7 separate regions of the Mus musculus genome follow, and regions 2, 3, 4, 5, 6 and 7 are each linked to region 1. Evidence: chromatin contacts called from public HiCAR-type, HiChIP or PLAC-seq and promoter capture Hi-C data. All regions are on one chromosome and are shown on one strand. The core of a region is the stretch at or near the end of the contact, and the rest is flanking DNA. Distances in the headings are between cores, read along the strand shown. Region 1 holds the start of Nbea (neurobeachin). Region 2 holds the start of Rnf13 (ring finger protein 13). Region 3 holds the start of Commd2 (COMM domain containing 2). Region 4 holds the start of Wwtr1 (WW domain containing transcription regulator 1). Region 5 overlaps Wwtr1 (WW domain containing transcription regulator 1). Region 6 holds the start of Ccdc169 (coiled-coil domain containing 169). Region 7 has its middle 99 kb from the start of Tm4sf1.

Region 1 (2,548 bases), core at 18-2,517:
CAACCATCTAGTATCACTGGAATTCTTAATTGCCAAACTCTGAAGTCTTAAGGCTCTGCAAATTCCTCAAGCAGTTTTAATGATGTAAGCATGTTATAATTCCATTACTATTTTGTTTAAATAGACATACCAATTTACCACTTTTTTCAGGTACTTTTGTGCAACTACTTTAAAAAATTAATCAATTCAGTGGGAGTTTGTACCACTAATAAACATATAACCAAGAACTAATTGAAAATACAGGTATTAAGAAAGTTTGCCCTATGGTACTTTTGAAATGTTTATAAGATCCTGTATCATGGGAGTTACCAGTCAAAGAAGATGAATAGTAATAAATTATGCATTATGATTCATTTGTATACTGACCATTTCTTTGTTTGGGATGACAATTTAAATGATTTGAATACACCTTAGGATTTCTAATGTTTCTGGTGACTGGCAATATGTCTTTATCGAAAAGGGCTGACCACTTGAAATATTAAAGAAACTATATCCTTGATGTCAAGGAAGAAACCACCAGTCATACTTACGTGGTTTTAACTCAGTGCCATCAGAGATATTGCCATGTGCGTGTTATAATGTTTTCAATTGAAATTTTCTCACGGACTAAGGCTGGTCGTGAGGACCTCCAATGTATTTTGATAATTCATACAATTCTTGTGAACCTCATACGCCTATGGAAAAGGGAGATCACCCACCCACTGGCATCATACCTGAGGATCTTTGGGGATTTCTAGCAGGGGATTTGCTGCACCTACCCAACCACCTCATGAGGGTAGTCAGGGAGGCGAGTTCAAGAACTAGCTTGGCAGAGAGGCTCCCGGTTTGACAGCATCTATTTTAAGCCGCGCCCGTGTGAGCAGGTGTCAGCCTCTCCACGGGCTGTGGCAAGAGCCCGGCGACATTGGGCCTGTCTCCAGACCCCCGCAGCGAGGTGGGGCCGCGGACCCAAGGTGGACCAGGAGGAGGCAAAGGCGGCCGGGAGCAGGTGGCCCTCCACTCACCGCACGTGGCCCGCACGGCGAGGCCGAGGGGGAAGGAGAGCGGACGGGCGAGCCCTGTCCTTCCCCTCGCGACTCCTCCCCGCGCACCTGCTCACCTGTCGGCCCGGTCCCAGCGCGTGGGGGAGGGACGAGGGGTGAGGGATGCGGAGGAGGAGCGCCGGGAGAAAGAGGGGGTGCAGCGAGGACTCCGCCCCCCCCAAGCTGCGCGCAGGCGCAGTGGCCGCTACCGCAGGCAGGGGGCGGCAACATGGCGGAGTGAGCGGCGGCGTCGGGGCTTCACAACAACAGCGGCGCCGGTGGCAGCGGCCCGAGCTTTGGCCCCCGGCGGAGGGCGGAGGGCCGTGCGAGACGAGGCGGCATCCTCGCGGGGGGCCGGGCCGGCGGTAGCGAGCCGGGGAGATCGGTGCAGAGAGCGCCGAGGCGATCTGCGAGGAGCTCCGTGAGGCGAGCGCTGAGGCGGACCGTGAGCTCGCTGGGGAGACAGCTGCGGCAAGCCCGGGAGGAGACCTCGGAAGCGACCCTTGAGGCTGTCCCCGGAGGCGGTCGGCGAGGCGCCGCGCACGGCTGCCGGGCCCGGCTGAGGCGCGGACGGGAGCGGGCCCGGCGCCGCGGCGCTGGTGGATGCTGGGGCTGCGAGGCGCCGGCCGGGGGGCGGGGGCCGCGGCGGGGATAACGGAACCGGCGGAGGCGGCGCGGCGGCGCTGCACAGCTCCTCAGCAGCGGGGCGGATGGCGAGCGACAAGCCGGGCCCGGGGCTCGAGCCGCAGCCCGTCGCGCTCCTGGCCGTCGGGGCCGGCGGCGGTGCAGGCGGCGGAGGCGCCATGGGGGAGCCTCGGGGGGCGGCCGGCTCCGGCCCGGTGGTGCTGCCGGCGGGCATGATCAACCCTTCGGTGCCGATCCGCAACATCCGTATGAAATTCGCCGTTCTGATCGGACTCATACAGGTCGGCGAGGTCAGCAACAGGGACATCGTGGAGACCGTGCTCAACCTGGTAAGCGCCCCCCCTCCCAACCCCGGGCGTCCGCGCCCTGCCTCCCCGCGTCCCTCAGCCTCCTGTCCGTCCGCCCGCCCGCCCGCCCGCGCGCAGCCACGGCCGCGCCACCTCCCTCCTGTCACCCGCGCGGTGCCCAACTCAACCCGGCACTTCCGACGAGTGGTCGGTCCTTAGGGCCTGGGCCGTGAGTGGAGGTGTGAAGCGGCCCTCAGGTCCTTTGGGAGTTTCTTCTCCCCATCTCTTAATTGTCCGTGTTGTGGCTCTGAGAGGGTGACAGCCCGGCCCCTAGAGCCCGAGTCCCCCCAAGCGCCCCAGCCCCCACCCCCTCCCGTGCTCCTGAAATGGGAGAAGCGCACTGGTTCCAACTTGAGCAGCTGGGGTGCTGGGTTTTCCAGGGAGGACGACGAATGATGCAGATTTTGCATCTGTCTTTAAATACATTCCGTGGCAGTGATGGAGCGTGTTGTGCCTGTACTCACCCCTACCTCCATCTCTAGGCAATCTTCACCTCTTTGTAGTATCTCTCCAGATATGCTGATCTCTTACCTT
Region 2 (2,548 bases), core at 35-2,534, 1.6 Mb before region 1:
TACCTGAAATTAACTCTATGGCCATAGATTATAAAAAGAAGAAAAAAGTCTATTAATGAATCCCTGTGGCCCTCCACACTCAACTCCTATTTAAAGACCACAGTCCTCTGAAATGAATTCTTTTTGACCCATTAAAAACTGTCTTTAAACAAGGCTTGATGGCTAGTAATTCCAGTACTGAGTAAGCTGAGGCAAAAGAATGGAAGTCTGAGATCAGACTGGGCTACATGTAAGGACCATGTCTCAAATAAATAAACAATGACCCTGTGGCCAATTAAACTCTCAAAAGTTCTTCCCTAAATCTTTAAATAGCCTGTCTCTACTGGCTCTTGGGAGGCACGGCCACTTTACTGTATTGTATCAGAAAGTGCAGCTGTCTTCTGGGCACTGCTGAAAGGAACGCAGTTTCCACTGGAACTGCTGCATCACTGGTAGAAAACAGTATAATCCAGGCAGGTTTGGGGCAGACATCAGCCTATAGCAGCTGCCCACGGTGCTGAAATTGAAGATTAAAATGGGAGTTATGGAAATTAACTACTGCCAGATTAGAAGAAAATAGGGCAATTGACCATAAGCAAGCAGAGAACATGCAGCAAAGTTGTTTCCCTCTCAGGGGCAGATCAATTCAATAAGCGTCCTTGCAAAAAAGTTCGGACTTCCAACATTGGGTAGGAAAAAAAAAAAAAAAGGCAGTATGTGGCCCTAGCAAGGTCACGTCCAAGCCTGTGAGCTGAGCTTTTACGGAAGGAAAGGGGAGTGGGTGAGAAAAGGAAGGAAGCAAGCGATGAGATTTTCTTCTTCTTCTTTTTAAAGACAAAACAGCCCGAGAGTATTTTCGCCGAGGACTTAAGAGGCAAGTCCTGGACTAGAGAAGTCTTCCAAGTATCTTTCCAGGCCACGGGGACCTCTGGAAGGGGCCGTGGGAAGCAAAATCCATAGCCCGACAACTTCAGATCTACCAGCCCGCAGGATGGGATGCTAAGGACTCCTCTCCCGCACGGGCCTGTGCTGTCACTGCACGTAGCAGAGGAGCCCGACCGTCCCCACCTCGGGCTACCGCACCCAGGCCGGAGTGGGTGTGTTCTCCCGGCCAGGCCCGACAACCCCCGCCTACCGCTGCGGAGCCACGCTGGTTCTTACCTGAAGTCCGCCCCCGGAACCTAGGCTCACGGCCACCCAAGAGAAGTCGCTACCCGGACTTCATGACTGAGTATCCGCACTGAGCCCCTACCCAAGCAAGTCGGAGAAGGGACCACAACAGCGGGCAAGCGGAAGTCCCGCCTCCCATGCCTCATTGGCCCATACTCGGAGGTAAAGAAATATTATTGGGCTGTGATGTTGCCCGTCACGGCCCCGCCCCTCTCGCGGAGTCGCGCAGCCTGCCTCTGCTGGGTTGGGAGAATTGCCCAGTTTTTGAGTGTCGTTCTGAACCGCGTGATACATCATCCCTATTAGGAACGGGGAAGATGAGGGAGGGACGGCTTTTGGAAGCCCTGGGTGCGGTGGAGAAGCCACCCTGGACTGCCCCAGCCTGATCCGCAGATGATTGGCTTGCAGAGTGAGGCCCTAGCGAAGGCTGTGTGTCTGAGTGGCCCGCAGCGATCCGAGGCCGAAGAGCCGCGAAGTGTCTTGCACCCTCCCGGGAGAGGGCCGATGAGGGCGGGGAACTCCGGGTGACGCCTTGCGCTGGAATCCAGGTCGGGTTAGAACTAACCGCCCGAGGTTTATGCAAGAACCACGAGGCCTGGCAGGGAGCCGGGCTGATCAGCTCACTGCTTGACTAGCCAAAGTCCAACCACGCGATTCAGTCCTCAAAACAGCCTTTCAAAAACCATGTCACCTTTTGAGGAACGAAAATCTCATCCCTTGAGTTCTCATACTTTTTCACCCCCTAGTCTGAAAAAGCAGAGTTCTTGGATTGAAATGACCTATTGGGCCATCAACATTAACAGCTCCTAAACTACTGCCTTTTGTTTTTAATGCGGTTTGATGCAAAGATTCTGACATGCCCTAATCGAACTGGCCCTAATAAAGCATCTTTGAGGCCCATACTGGCATCAAATATTTAATTAACATGTTTGGATTTTGGTTGTGGGGGGAGTTATTACAGGAATGTAAGTTGTTTATAGCCTCGTTTGCTTCAGGAGCCCTAAGTAGGTGGGGAACAAGAATAGAAAGATTTCCTATTCTTTTTTCTTGTGCCTTTTAAACTAGAATCTACTCTAAATACCACTCAAGCAATTTAAGAAAACAAATGTAAGGGATTGAAGATTGAGTTCACAGTCAGCACCCAGAGCACTTGCCTAGCAAGCACTAGACTCTGGGTTACAGAAAAGGGAGGGAACAAAAAAGAATCAGATTAGAATAATAAGGACCATCAAAAACATTTTCAGCTGCATAGCCCATAATTGTATAGTTAATGTATTTTTCATGTATTGGGAAGAAGACATTCACAACTATATAACTGTGCTTTGACAAAGTCATGAAGGTCGAGATTGGGAATATTGTTATGAAGGCTAGAGTACTATACAGAGAGGTGCTATATCTT
Region 3 (2,548 bases), core at 17-2,516, 1.5 Mb before region 1:
AACTCATATGTGTTGGTTTTCTCTTCTACCGTGAGGGTTCCAGGGGTTGAACTCTTGTCTTCAGGCTTCACAGCAAGCAGCTTTTATCCACTGAGCTATCTTACCCACTCAGCTATCTTACCCACCCAGTCTGTTTGAATCTTTACCATCTTCTATCCCTCTTCAGTTCCTAAGAAACTGGTTATTTTACGTTCCCCGCCTCTCAGCTCTCCCTCTTCTGCTGGCAAGAGTCAGGCTGTGCTGTCACTTCTATGGCTTGATGTTCAGAATGCTCAGCTGTCGCAGCTGCTGCCACATGGCTGCTTTTATCATTGCTGCTATAGCACTGTATCTGCTTCCAGAAGTGGGCAAGAAAAGACCCCTAGAGAGAAGCCTTTTATTGAGTCCAAAGTTGTAGCAGCAAGGGATACAGTGTAGGGTGTGTCTATCCCTACCTGCTCATGAACTGAGCAGCCAGCTTCTAAATCTGAAGAAATGGTGTTTGCACCATTTGAAGCAAACCTCACATGTAAACAAAGGTATGTTTGGTTAGCATCTTCCCTTTTGTACTAAGAAAGTGCTCCCTTTCTTGCCTAAGTGGACACGTTCACAGGCTTATTTAGGGATCATGAAGGCTTGTGATAACACAAAGTCCTACACAAACTGTTCAAAACTACCCTAGTTGGGGCTGTATCTTCAGAAATTAATGCAAAGACCTCTGCTCATAGTGTAGTCATAGTGTAGTTTCTTCAAGGTATTTGTGGAGTGTACAAAATAGTCACTACATATATATTTATGTATATATACATGTAATATACGTATACATATATACATATATATACACATATATATACATATACACATACACATACATATACATGAGTATATGTATATACATATACACATATACACATACACATACATATACATATACATGAGTGTTATATACCCAAAACTAGAGTTAGTGATGGTTGAGAACGTGAGTACTGGAACCGAATCTGGTTCTTCTGCAAGAGCAACAAGAGATCTTAACCACTTAACCACCATCTCTCCAGCACTACATATTACACTTTTGCAGGATGGCTCATGAATGAGTGGAAGACTTGTACCTTCAACTCTTTTAACCAGCGTTCACTGCCTACCTTCACTCCTATAGAGTGAACCGGACGATACCGTGCTCCTAGGACTGCCAGCAACCGGAACCCAAAGCATGGGCTGTACCGCGACGCCCGCCGGAACTTCTTTTTGCCTGCACAGAGGTCGGAAGTGGTGAGGGCGGGGCCGGCGCCGGGTGGCAAAGTCTGAAGAGCCGCTAAAATGCTGCTGGATTTGTCCGAGGAGCACAAGGAGCACTTGGCCTTCCTGCCGCAAGTGGACACTGCAGGTAAGTTAGTGCTTGCGGGGTGCTTGCGGCGGGGACAACCCGGGGGACAGCCCGGCACTCACAGCCTGCTGCTGACTTCCGTTGCAGTGGTCGCCGAGTTCGGGAGGATCGCCGTGGAGTTCCTCCGACGGGGCTCAAACCCGAAGATCTACGAAGGCGCCGCCAGTAAGAAAGGGGGAGGACGGGCTCTGTCTGTGGAGCTGGAGAGTGCGATCCATTCTCTTTCTCCGCAGGAGTCTTTGCAGGTCCTAGGGTCTTGTTCCTTGTTCCTCTTAAAACCCCGCAGAGCAGTCAGTCAAGGCGCACACTGCAAGGAGCTGCGCGCTTTTATAACTAGTGTGGAACAAATATCTTCATATTTAAAATGAATACAGTGCCACCTGCCTTTTAGAAATATTCTGGTGCTTAATAAAATACCGCATGCTGAAGAAGTGGAACTGTCATCGAAGTGTTTAGTAAACATTTGCTACCCAGAAACTGCTTTTTTTCTAAGCTGGGGGGGGGGGGGTGGTGGTGGTGGTGGTTGAGATTAAGAACATCTCTACTGACTTCTCCTTCTGCCTGGGTTGAAGGGGCTTTGTGTGTCTGTTCACAGGTTTGTGTTTTGTTAGGCTGACTTGGAGGGAAATAGCCAAGGCCCCTGTTAGTGGAGTGGGTTAAGAAGGAACAGTAGTCTCCGCTTAACTCATTTTTATTGTATAGTTTGAAAACAGAGCAATTGAATGTGTTTATTTTTAAACAAATTGATAATCTGTTTATTTCTTCACCACCCCACCACCACCACCACCACCACCACCACCACCACCACCTTAGGAAAACTGAACGTGAGTAGTGACACTATCCAGCATGGTGTGGAAGGATTAACGTATCTCCTCACCGAGAGCTCAAAGCTTATGGTAAGACTTCTGAGAGCTGTATTGTATCACCCAGATCCTTTCAAACTGGCGCCTATTACAATATTTCTAACTCATAATCGAATTTGTGCAGTATACCAAAACAGTGCTATTGGCGTTATCTAATATGAATTCCTCTTGCCGGTTTAAATTATAATTGTCTCTATTTCTGCATCATGTGCCATCACCCATGTATGTCAGGAGATGGGAGAATGAAATATTGCATTTTTAAAAATGTATCAGCAGTCATTATCTGGCTTGATGGAAAAATATTAAATAAAATTAGGCATCT
Region 4 (2,548 bases), core at 14-2,513, 1.4 Mb before region 1:
TCTTAAAGTAAAAATGATGGAGTGGCTTGCATTTGTCCCTTCACCTTGCTGTTAGGTCACAGTTGTCTTCATTTTCCTGTAGCACTGTCAACTGTGGATTTAATTTTGACTTTTATGTCTCTCTTTAATATGGTGAGGCACAGTGCCTGCATTTGATACAATTCTGCTGACAAACTTCCATGCAGCCTTGGCTAAGCAAAGTGCTTTGCGTGTATTGCCTCATTTAACCTATCTAATAAACTTGTCTATTAGAATCTGTGGGTCGGGTAGGGGCTTTCTGGAATGTAACTTAAAAAGCAGCCACCCTTTCTTGGAGAGAAGGAATAGTTGAGCAGCTGGCAGTGGGAAGGGCAAGGCCTCCTCCCTCTTCCCGGCAGCTGTCTTACCAGGCCAGACCTCCTCTCTCCAAAGGCTGGGGTCTCCACCTCTGGCCCATGTCCAGTCGGGTGGGAGGCTGTGTGGCTTTTTCCGGGTCACTGGCACACCCTCTCTATCCTAGCCACCTGCCCCTGTTCCATTCCAGTTCCAGGCTCCCTAGAGCGACCCAGGGACATTCCAATCCTCCCACTACCCTCGCAAACGCCGCGGGAGGAGGGAAGGGGGCGCAATTGCTTGGCCTTCTAGAACGCAGCTTTGTCTCGGCCTTCTAAGGATTGATGAAAGGCTTGAAAGTTGGTAGTTTACAATCGACTCCTCGGTGAAGCCGCATCTTCAGCAACAGCGGCACTTTTTGGGAAACCGTCTCGCAGACAACTGAAAGCCAAACAGCCAAGTTGTCTCCCCAGCAGACCAAATATGGTCACAAGCGTTAAGCAGCCTTCCGTGGAAAGTCTGGCCTCGCGGGTGTCTCCCTGAGCCAGGGTGCGCCCCGGTCCGACCTCTGGCAGATCCGCGCCCCGTGCCACATTCCGGGTGCTGGGCGCTCCCCTTAAGACGAGGGCAAGCGCTCAGGACAGACTCATTCTGGGCCTTGGACCCTCAACCGAGGGCCCTCCGTTATTCTCCGATTTGGTTTTTGTCCATAACCCCTTGATTTAACAGGCTTGAACCATTTTCTCTTTGATCCCGCCCCAAGTCAGTGGTAAACTCAAAGGAATGCAGATAGGCGCTCGGCGGGAGAGGTCGGAGCGGCGCGGCGGGGCGGGGGCACGGTCTCTCCCGAGCTGCGAAGTGCCCAGCCCACCCCCGCCAGCCGGGCTAGGGTGGGAGGAGGAGGAAGAGGAGGGGCGTGGGGCAGGCTGGCTCCGGCCAGGAGGTCATGCATAATTCAACAGCTCCACTTTCGGCCCGCCTCTTTCCTAAGGGTGGGAGTTTGCTTCAAACTTTGTTTATGGGACAGTCCGGGAGCCGCGGCGGCTGCGCTCGTCTACGTCTTCTCTGTCGCCTCCTCGCGCAGTGGGAGCGCCCGAGGCCGGTTCCGGGGATGTAAGAGGATAAGCCTTCGGCTGCTGGGAATCCGCTCGGGATCTGCCAGCCGGGACCGGGTTCCAGCTCGTCAGTTCGGGAGGCGCCCAGGCTTGGCTTCCCCGAGTCCCCAGGTAGCTCCCGCCGCGCCCCGCACCCTCTGTGGCGTCCGGCTCTTAGACGACCGCAGTCGGGACGCCTGGGGTTGCCGGTGGGGGTATTGGGCAGGGGAAGCTGCGACTGGGTCTGGTGCAGGCACCCCCCCCCCCCTTCCTCCCGCGGCTGCCTGCTCAGGGGAGCTTCTCTGTTGCGGGAAAGTTGCATAATCTCGGAGGCCAGGGGCGCCCCCTCCCCCACCGGCTGGTCCCTGGACCCATACCTAACTGTCTCTAGGTTCTCTCTGTCCTTCCCCGGGACTACCCCCTCCTCCTCTGACTTGCACCAAAAGGCTGATCTGATCTTTCTTTTTTCTTGTAGAAAGATGAATCCGTCCTCGGTGCCCCATCCGCTCCCGCCGCCAGGGCAGCAAGTCATCCACGTCACGCAGGACCTGGACACCGACCTCGAAGCCCTCTTCAACTCTGTCATGAACCCCAAGCCCAGCTCATGGCGGAAAAAGATCCTCCCGGAGTCCTTCTTTAAGGAGCCCGATTCCGGCTCGCACTCGCGCCAATCCAGCACAGACTCATCAGGCGGCCACCCGGGGCCTCGACTAGCTGGCGGCGCGCAGCACGTCCGCTCGCACTCGTCGCCCGCATCCCTGCAGCTGGGCACCGGTGCGGGAGCCGCTGGAGGCCCTGCACAGCAGCATGCACATCTCCGCCAGCAGTCCTATGACGTGACCGACGAGCTGCCGTTGCCCCCCGGGTGGGAGATGACCTTCACGGCCACTGGCCAGAGATACTTCCTTAAGTAAGTCTGCCGGCAGTCAAGAGGGGCAAAGTTGTGATGCCCTGGACGCTCGTGTGTTCGTGGCGTGTGTGTGTGTGTGTGTGTGTGTGTGTGTGTGTGTGTGAAAGAGAGACAGAGACAGAGAGAGAGAGACAGAGAGAGACTGAGAGACTGACTCTTCCAAGGTGCTTCAGAGATCTGCTAAGATAAAAAAGTAGGGGATGAATCTCTGGGAGTTGTACTTGACTAGAAC
Region 5 (2,548 bases), core at 32-2,531, 1.3 Mb before region 1:
GGCTTTGGATAATAATTACAGACTCAACAAATGTTTCCTCCAAAGTATCAGAGTTTCGAATCTGCACTTTTCTAGAGCCAGTCTGGCAGCTGAGTGTGTGCGAGGTGTTTCAAAGAGACACTCCAGGAAATGTGGCAGTGAATTTCTAGAATCGATTGGTACAGGCTTTCAACAAAAGAGATTGACACCAGATCCCCCCCCACCCCCCCTCTTCCCAGGCAGTCTGCCTCTGCAGTCTCCGTGGCTTTGAGAAAGAAAGAGTGAGCTGCACCTCTGCACTGAAATAGCCGCTTTAACGGTGGGATTTTAAAATACCGCTTTCATTTCATTTGTTTCTACTCGCCCCACCCTTCATAATTAAAACAATTCGGTCTTCCATTTTTGTAGAATCCCGGCTACACACTTAAATCAAGCTGAGCACCCTCAGAAGAGGTTATTATCATTCAGTTAGCTCCCTTTGAAGTACATTCCAGCCGAGGCAGGAGCTGGCTGGTGGGAGGTGCCCTGCGAGCCAAAAACACTCACTCGGAGCCAGGCCCCGCTCTCCATTGCCTTTTACTTTCTAGCTTCTTCTGTTGATTTATTCCACAGAGCTGCAGGCCAGTGGGGGAACTAGAGGGGAGGAAGCTTCCAGAACTTCTTAACTCACAAATTGTCTCTGCCTTTCATTATCCTCTGCGTCCACCGCACAGCTTCTCAGCCCTAGGAGGGTGCCTTTTGAATCCATAAATGACGTTTGGTTTTGTTGTTTAAGGGAGCTAACAGATTACCAGTAACTCACTCCAAAGACTCTGTTTTACAAAGGGTTTCCATTCCCAGCTTGTATGTGAAGAAATGTTGGGGGCAGGAGGAGGGAGGGCTGCAGCTTTTCAGAACTTTCTGAGACTGGCCTTTAAAACCGAACCTTAAAACTTTGCTAAATGTGGTGTGAATTCCCGGGATACTAGCTCCACCCATATACATCGAAAAGGATCATAAAACATTTCCAATCCCATCTTCCTCCCGGCTCGGGGAGGAAAAACTGTGCTCAGTGCTGTTGAATAGGCTGGTTCGTTAAGTTCTCTTCTAAACAAGCTGAATGAGGTCATGGGGTTGGTATTTCCATTTTATAGCTGGGAAAACAGGATCAGAGAAATGAAGTAACTTGCCCAAGTTTCATCTCCAGTAGTAGGTGAAAGGGTTTGAATTTGAGGCCTGCCAACTTCAGTCCTCACTGCCTTCTCCCTGGTACTGTCTGTGGAAATTACCGGAATAGCCTCAGAGGTCAAACTGCCTGGATTTAGACACTGGCTCCACCTGCTGTTAGCTACAGGGCTCTGGGAAAACCACTTAACTCTCTCTGGCCCTGTTTCCTCATCAGTAAACTAAGTTAATGGAGTCCTGTGTTCAGGCTTCACATGTTTTTTTTGCAAAGTCTAGTCAAGTCTCTTTGCCTCGCAAATCTTTCTGTGCCGTCCATGACACCTTCTATTGTTTGTCTCACTGTGTTCTTTGATCTATGTCCAACAAGATGCTTCATAAAGCATCTTAAATGAACTGTCAAGGATTTAGTCCAAGGGGCTGCAGAGATGTTTAAGAGCACTGACTGCTTGTCCAAAGACCCAGAGTTCAGACCTCAGTACTCACATGGTAGTTTAAAACCAGCTCTTATGCTAGTTCCAAGGGGGTCCCCCATCTTCTTTTTTGAATAGCTTAGGCACTGCACACATTTGGTGAACAAACATACCTGCAGGCAAACAAACAACCCCCCCAACCCATACATGTAAAAATAAATAAATAGCATTTTTTAAATTAAAATTTTTAAAGATTTATTTATTTATTATATGTAAGTACACTATAGCTGTGTTCAGACACCCCAGAAGAGGGCGTCAGATCTCATTACAGATGATTGTGAGCCACCATGTGGTTGCTGGGATTTGAACTCAGGACCTTCGGAAGAGCAGTCAGTGCTCTTAACTGCTGAGCCATCTCTCCAGCTTTAAATTAAAAAAATAATTTAAAAAAAGAATTTAGTTTAAAATTTCACAGCTCTATTGTAACTGACCTGGGATTTGAACTCTTGTGATTTTAAAGTCCTCTTCTCTGCATTGCATCACTGCTTTCTGTTATGCCAAGCTCAGGACAGGTTCAACAGCATCCTTAACTACTTCTTGAGAATTCCACTGGCAAATAGCCCACAGAACTGAGAAGTAGCCAGTACCTTACCTGATTACAACTAGAAATTTCTTCATTCTGTCTGCCACAAATCTGTGACTGGAGGGATCTTGTAGTTCACTAGTAGCTTAAGAGCCATTGCGAGGCCTTTGAGTTTTGTGATATCCTGACTCCTCGAAGACCCGATATTCTCCAGTGGTCATGCTCATGCATTGTGTGGCTTGGTGAAAGCACTGATAGACCTGCCCAACGCCTGACACACGGCTTGATGGCATGGCAGGGAAGTCAGCTGGAGTAATTGCAGAAGTAATGATGTTCCTGGAGATGGATGTAAGACCAGAGAACAGCAATATAGGGGTTAGATGAACATCCTAATGCCTGTCCATTGTCTATT
Region 6 (2,548 bases), core at 21-2,520, 1.0 Mb after region 1:
TTGGGAGGGGGGCTGATGTTCATGAGGCCCGTGAATGGGGCCCTGGATAGCTACTCAAAACACTCACAATAAAGACAGGCATGGTGGCGCACACCTTTAATCCCAGCACTCAGGAAGCAGAGGCAGGCAGATCTCTGCATCTGAGTCCAGCCTGTCTACAAAGTGAGTCCCAGGATAGCCAGGGCTACGCAGAGAAGCCCTATCTCAAACAAACAACAAAATCAAAACTCTCAGAATATTCAAGGTCCTAACATAAAATACTGTATTATTTTTGCCCATACTAAGAACTGAATCCAGGGCCTTGCGTATGCTATGCTATTCGGGCATCCTCAGCCCACGTCTCATCTTGAAACAGTGTCCTATGTCCTATGTACCCTAACTGCCCTCCAGCCCCACACTCTTACTCTGAGTCCCTGGGTTTACAAGTTTGTCACCAAGCCAGGATAAAACTAACTCCCCCCCCCCCCAAACATTTAAGACACAGGATGCAGCTCACCGGCAGAACTCTGACCCAGTGTCACAAGCCCACACTTCCACACCTCCATCCTACCCTCCCTCAAAAATCATAGAGGGTCCCAGAGCTCGTTTACAAAAATGTCCAGGTTTCTGAAGTTCTTCAAAATGAACAGAAAAACATGGACTTCGCAGGACCGTCAAAACCAATCACATATTTTCTTCAGAATAGCAGCCACTTCTCCATTTTATCTACAAAAGCACGACAACTCTTGTATTCCCTTGGCCTCCATTAAGCAAAATGGTAAATGAGGTCTGTACAGATGACTCAGCGAGGACCACAGAGGACAGGGGGAGGGGGGCTTAGTTCCCGGCACCCACTGGGAGGCTCACAAGTGCTGGTAACTCCAATTCCAGGGGATCTGACGCCCCCGTTTGGACACCATGGGCACTGCTCTTATCTGTTGCACACCACCCTACACCCCAACCTCTTCCGCACACTGACCTCTCCCCCCCCCACACACACACACATAAAGAACCCTTCATAAACATCACTTTGAGTGAAAGCTTAATGAGCCTGCATTACTTCCGACACAAAGGGGCCTCCTTCCGCCATCAGAGTTCCTGCCCTTCAGATCGTGGGAGGCCTAGCAGAGAGCTAGAGCCTACAGGGCCCACTCACTTCATGTGGATTTCCTCCAGCAGCTCCAGCTTCAGGCGGTCTGTGCTCACCCCCTCGAAAGTGTCTCCGTGGCCCTCTCCCATTGCAAGACCTCCCGCGCGACCTTCCCCTGTGTACCACCTAGAGCTTAAGACCTGGGCACACCTAGGAACCCTAAAGGAAAAGGCGTTGCCAGGAGCCGTGGCATGACGTCATAGGGTGTTGCTCATGTCTACAGGCCCTCTTAGGAGCTAGGTGGGAAACTGTCTCGGAGCGGGTATGCCCCTTTTCTGTATCATCTCTGTGAATAGCCCCTGTGCAAGGTCAGGGTTCTGAGCCAGTGGGTTGTCAGAACATCCAACTTCTTCTGACCCCCTAGGGTTGCTGGATTAAGAGTGCCTTCATTTGCTTTAGTTCAGTAGGTTAGACTCTGAAAAGATATTCTGAACTTTGACGATTGTGAACTTTCGGGCCAAGAAATTCTCTGCCTTGGAGTTTGGGCAGCTCTGTGCACTGACCTGCTTATCACAATTTGCATCCTACTCTTGAGACGTCTCGGTTTTAAAACTCTCCCTTCTCATATTTTACCAGGCAGGTGATAGGCTCTGCCCGTGTGTATGAGTTGTCCCCATAAAAATTCATGAATCCAGACAACTGTTAAGAACTGGTCAGGGGAGCTGGAGAGATGGGGCAGCAGAGATGAGCACTTGAGCTGTTAGACACCAGTGTGGTGTGGGGGTCCCAAGACAACCACAACACAATCAACAAGGTAGAATGTTTCACTTCTTCAGAAGGGAATGTAGCCTGTCGTATCGGTAGGCAAGCACAGTCAGTGACGGTTCCACGGGGTTTTCATTCCTACCACAAAAGGGCCCTGTGCCTCATTTTGAGTGGTCAGTGCTGGGCCTCACATGCTAACACTAATGGATAGGGCACAACTGATAAGCAAATGACAACCGGACACGACAACTGTCAACACATATTTTGACTTCAAGAAATACTGACCCACAGGAGTTCAGATTTCTGCCAAGTGGTTTACCATTTTTCTAAGAGGAAATCTGTCTTATTTCTTTAATAGAAAAGAATGGGGCTGGAGAGATGGCTCCGTGGTTAAGGGCACCAACTGCTTTTCCAAAGGTCCTGAGTTCAATTCCCAGCAACCACATGGTGGCTCACAACTATTTGCAGTGTGATCTGATGCCCTCTTCTGGTGTGTCTGAAGACATCTACAGTATACTCATATAATATATATAAAGTAAATAAATAATCTTTTAAAAAAAGAAAAAAGAAAGAGTACATTTTGTTTGTATTTCTCACACAGCTCTTGATAAGGATGCTGGTTGGTTTCCAGTACTTCATGGATGTTGGACCATCCAATTCTCTGTTCTGGTCTCAGCAGGCACTGCATGCAGACAAAATGAGGTTTCCCAGGCA
Region 7 (2,548 bases), core at 36-2,535, 1.0 Mb before region 1:
TCCTCAACTCTATCCTATGCCCTTAAAGGCACAAAAAAAATCCCTTGTGCTATAGTGGTATCCTCAAGTTGTACCTATATGTCAGTCAGCAAATTGACCTTCACTTAAAAAACGATCCTATTATAAATATTCCTTTAGCCTGATTACATTGTTCTGTGGCCATTGATTCCTCTCTCCACCATGTAAGCCATTGTAATTGAGGACCAACTTCTAATATAGCTGTCATTAAATCCTTCCACTCTGTGGTATAATTCTATTCTGCATAGCCCGATTGTTTATTATCTGTCTCACAATGCATCTTTTAATCACCTTAAATCTGTCCCATCTATAGGTTTCCAATCAATCTGAACATAACCTTGAGGATGCTATCTGCGTGAATCTAATGCTTTGTTACTGAAAACACTTAAGGTGTTATTTTAAGACCCAGGCAATAATTCCTCCATGCTGGCACAAGGTGGCAGCAAAGATCTATGATTAAACACATCTCTTTTTTAATGAAAGGGCTCAGCTTGGTGTAACTCTTGTCCAAACACTGTTTTTGTTTTTGTCTTTTATACCTTCCCTCTTGTTTCAGGAAGTAACTTTTTCCTCCTCCATATCCTTTCTCTTGTTTTGGGAATAAACTCCTTTGTCTCAAGAGCTTTTCTACTTGTCTATTTAATATCTGAAGTTGTGCAGTAAATTCAAGGTCTTTTTCTAGGTCAATCTCATCTGCAGGAGGGGAAGGAAATTCCTCTCCTTACTTGTATCACTTCCAGTTTCTTCTGAGGTACCTTCTCATTTGTTGACAGATTAATCTGCTGTACATTGAATCTCTATATTTCTGACTTTTCATACTGTAATGGTTCTAAGACATTTGAAATTAAAGTACATAACAACTAAATATTTGTAGATATTTCATCCCCTTCTGGTGGGCCTATCTTAAAGACTTTAGCACTTGAATCCAGAAAAAATAAAATTTTATTTATTTTATTTTATTTTATTTATTATTCTTCAATAATTTATTCACTTTGCATCCCTAACATGGGAGAAGCTGGGACAGGATCCTTCTGGTTGCCATCTGCACCTAGAGTTAAGGCTGTTCCGCAGTCCTCTGTACACGGGGCCTTCCAGGAGAGAGCTGGTCTCCCAGGAGAGCTCTCACTCCTGGGCTCAGAGGTGAGATCTCCATTTTCTCTCCAATAACCGTCCAAAGCAGGACTGGCCAGGAGCACACAGGGCACAGGAACAGTGTAACAGCTGGGACAGGATTTTTCCGGTTGCAGTCTACAAACAGGAGCTAAAGCTGTTCCACAATCCTTGGTACACAGGTCCCACCAAAAGAGCTGGTCTCCCAGGAGTGCTGATGCAGACTTACAGGCCCACAGGAGGGACAAGCTCTAGCCAGAAACAGCAAGACCAACTAACACCAGAGATAATCAGATGGGAAAGCACAATAAACCAGAAAGGCAAGCACAAGAATGTTACCAACAGAAACCAAAGCTACTAGGCATCGTCAGAACCCAGTTCTCCCACCACAGCAAGTCCTGGATGCCCATACACACTGGAAAAGCAAAATTTGGATTTAAAATCAAATTTCATGATGCTGATAGAGGACTTTAAGAAGGACATAAATAACCCCCTTAAAGAAATACAGGAGAACACAGGTAAACAGGTAGAAGCCCTTAAACAGGAAACACAAAAATCCCTTAAAGAATTACAGGAAAACACAACCAAATTGGTGAAGAAATTGAATAAAATCATCCAGGATCTAAAAATGGAAGTAGAAACAACAAAGAATCCACAAAGGGAGACAACTCTGGAGATAGAAAACCTAAGAAAGAGATCAGGAGTCATAGATGCAAGCATCACGAACAGAATAAAAGAGATAGAAGAGAGAATCTCAGGTGCAGAAGATACCATAGAAAACATTGACACAACCGTCAAAGAAAATGCAAAATGCAAAAAGCTTCTAACCAAAAACATCCAGGTAACCCAGAACACAATGAGAAGACCAAACCTAAGGATGATAGGTATAGAAGAGAAAGAAGATTCTCAACTCAAAAGGCCAGGAAATATCTTCAACAAAATTATAGAAGAAAATTTCCCTAACCTAAAGAAAGACATGCCCATAAATATACAAGAAGCCTATCAGATCACCATGGACTAAGACTTCTGTAGCAACAATAACAATAGAAAACCCACATACACATGGAAGCTGAACAACAGTATACTCAATGATAACTTGATCAAGGAAAAAGTAGAGAAAGAAATTAAAGAATTTTTACACTAGCATTTTGATTGCACACTTGAAAGCTCTAGAACAAAAAGAAGCAAATAGCCAGGCGTAGTGGCGCATGCCTTTAATTCCAGCACTTGGGAGGCAGTGGCAGGCAGATTTCTGAGTTCGGGGCCAGTCTGGTCTACAAAGTGAGTTCCAGGGCAGCCAGAGCTATACAGAGAAACCCTGTCTCAAAACAAAACAAAACAAAACAAAACAAAAACAAAAACAAAAACAAAAACAAAAACAAACAAACAAACAAACAAAACAAAAAAACAAAACAACAAA

Evidence for each region. Promoter capture Hi-C pulls out the DNA fragments that hold promoters and counts their contacts. HiCAR-type assays count read pairs that join an accessible place to other places. HiChIP or PLAC-seq counts read pairs in DNA pulled down with a chosen protein or histone mark.
Region 2: a contact with region 1 is called in a promoter capture Hi-C map of hippocampal neurons, with 2.7 times the contacts expected there. The contact joins the promoter of Rnf13 here to the promoter of Nbea in region 1. A contact is called at or near these places in 1 of 39 promoter capture datasets (hippocampal neurons) and 3 of 115 datasets of contacts at active chromatin or transcription factors (astrocytes, embryonic stem cells and microglia).
Region 3: a promoter capture Hi-C map of hippocampal neurons shows a contact between it and region 1, with 4 times the contacts expected there. The contact joins the promoter of Commd2 here to the promoter of Nbea in region 1. A contact is called at or near these places in 6 of 39 promoter capture datasets (the 3T3-L1 cell line, the SN4741 cell line, cranial neural crest and 2 more) and 2 of 115 datasets of contacts at active chromatin or transcription factors (astrocytes and pancreatic cancer cells).
Region 4: a HiCAR-type map of astrocytes shows a contact between it and region 1, with 4 times the contacts expected there. The contact joins the promoter of Wwtr1 here to the promoter of Nbea in region 1. A contact is called at or near these places in 2 of 39 promoter capture datasets (cranial neural crest and hippocampal neurons) and 3 of 115 datasets of contacts at active chromatin or transcription factors (astrocytes, embryonic stem cells and pancreatic cancer cells).
Region 5: a contact with region 1 is called in an H3K4me3 HiChIP or PLAC-seq map of stem cell-derived neural progenitor cells, with 8 times the contacts expected there. The contact joins the enhancer-like site here to the promoter of Nbea in region 1. A contact is called at or near these places in 5 of 39 promoter capture datasets (the 3T3-L1 cell line, hippocampal neurons, liver and 1 more) and 4 of 115 datasets of contacts at active chromatin or transcription factors (astrocytes, embryonic limb bud, forebrain and 1 more).
Region 6: a contact with region 1 is called in a promoter capture Hi-C map of stem cell-derived epiblast-like cells, with 2.6 times the contacts expected there. The contact joins the promoter of Ccdc169 here to the promoter of Nbea in region 1.
Region 7: a contact with region 1 is called in a promoter capture Hi-C map of hippocampal neurons, with 14 times the contacts expected there. The contact joins the enhancer-like site here to the promoter of Nbea in region 1. A contact is called at or near these places in 13 of 39 promoter capture datasets (the 3T3-L1 cell line, the HPC-7 cell line, the SN4741 cell line and 9 more), 8 of 484 Hi-C or Micro-C datasets (adipose-derived mesenchymal stem cells, cerebellar granule neurons, cerebellum and 4 more), 10 of 115 datasets of contacts at active chromatin or transcription factors (SST interneurons, astrocytes, differentiating embryonic stem cells and 6 more) and 1 of 9 other capture datasets (embryonic stem cells).

Annotation. Positions count from the first base shown.
Region 1 is chr3:56,182,420-56,184,967 of GRCm38.p6, reverse strand. It overlaps Nbea (neurobeachin), which reads left to right and starts at 1,267. Exons shown (of 58, transcript NM_030595.1): 1 at 1,267-1,996. The coding sequence starts at 1,733.
Region 2 is chr3:57,734,793-57,737,340 of GRCm38.p6, reverse strand. It overlaps Rnf13 (ring finger protein 13), which reads right to left and starts at 1,284. Exons shown (of 10, transcript NM_001113413.3): 1 at 1,141-1,284.
Region 3 is chr3:57,650,402-57,652,949 of GRCm38.p6, reverse strand. Commd2 (COMM domain containing 2) reads left to right here and starts at 1,266. Exons shown (of 5, transcript NM_175095.4): 1 at 1,266-1,363; 2 at 1,451-1,528; 3 at 2,177-2,259. The coding sequence starts at 1,297.
Region 4 is chr3:57,574,591-57,577,138 of GRCm38.p6, reverse strand. It overlaps Wwtr1 (WW domain containing transcription regulator 1), which reads left to right and starts at 1,263. Exons shown (of 7, transcript NM_133784.3): 1 at 1,263-1,538; 2 at 1,882-2,316. The coding sequence starts at 1,886.
Region 5 is chr3:57,469,139-57,471,686 of GRCm38.p6, reverse strand. The region is part of intron 4 of Wwtr1 (WW domain containing transcription regulator 1); the gene reads left to right. Among named protein-coding and RNA genes, the nearest start is that of Tm4sf4, 45 kb to the right of the region's middle. Within about 2 kb of position 1,281, at least 141 of the 459 cell types and tissues checked have an H3K27ac peak or open chromatin away from gene starts, as enhancers often do. A contact at or near this core is called in astrocytes, forebrain, hippocampal neurons and 2 more, where this site is marked.
Region 6 is chr3:55,138,760-55,141,307 of GRCm38.p6, reverse strand. It overlaps Ccdc169 (coiled-coil domain containing 169), which reads right to left and starts at 1,270. Exons shown (of 8, transcript NM_177203.3): 1 at 1,136-1,270. The coding sequence starts at 1,218.
Region 7 is chr3:57,202,193-57,204,740 of GRCm38.p6, reverse strand. No RefSeq gene overlaps it. Among named protein-coding and RNA genes, the nearest start is that of Tm4sf1, 99 kb to the left of the region's middle. Within about 2 kb of position 1,285, at least 9 of the 459 cell types and tissues checked have an H3K27ac peak or open chromatin away from gene starts, as enhancers often do.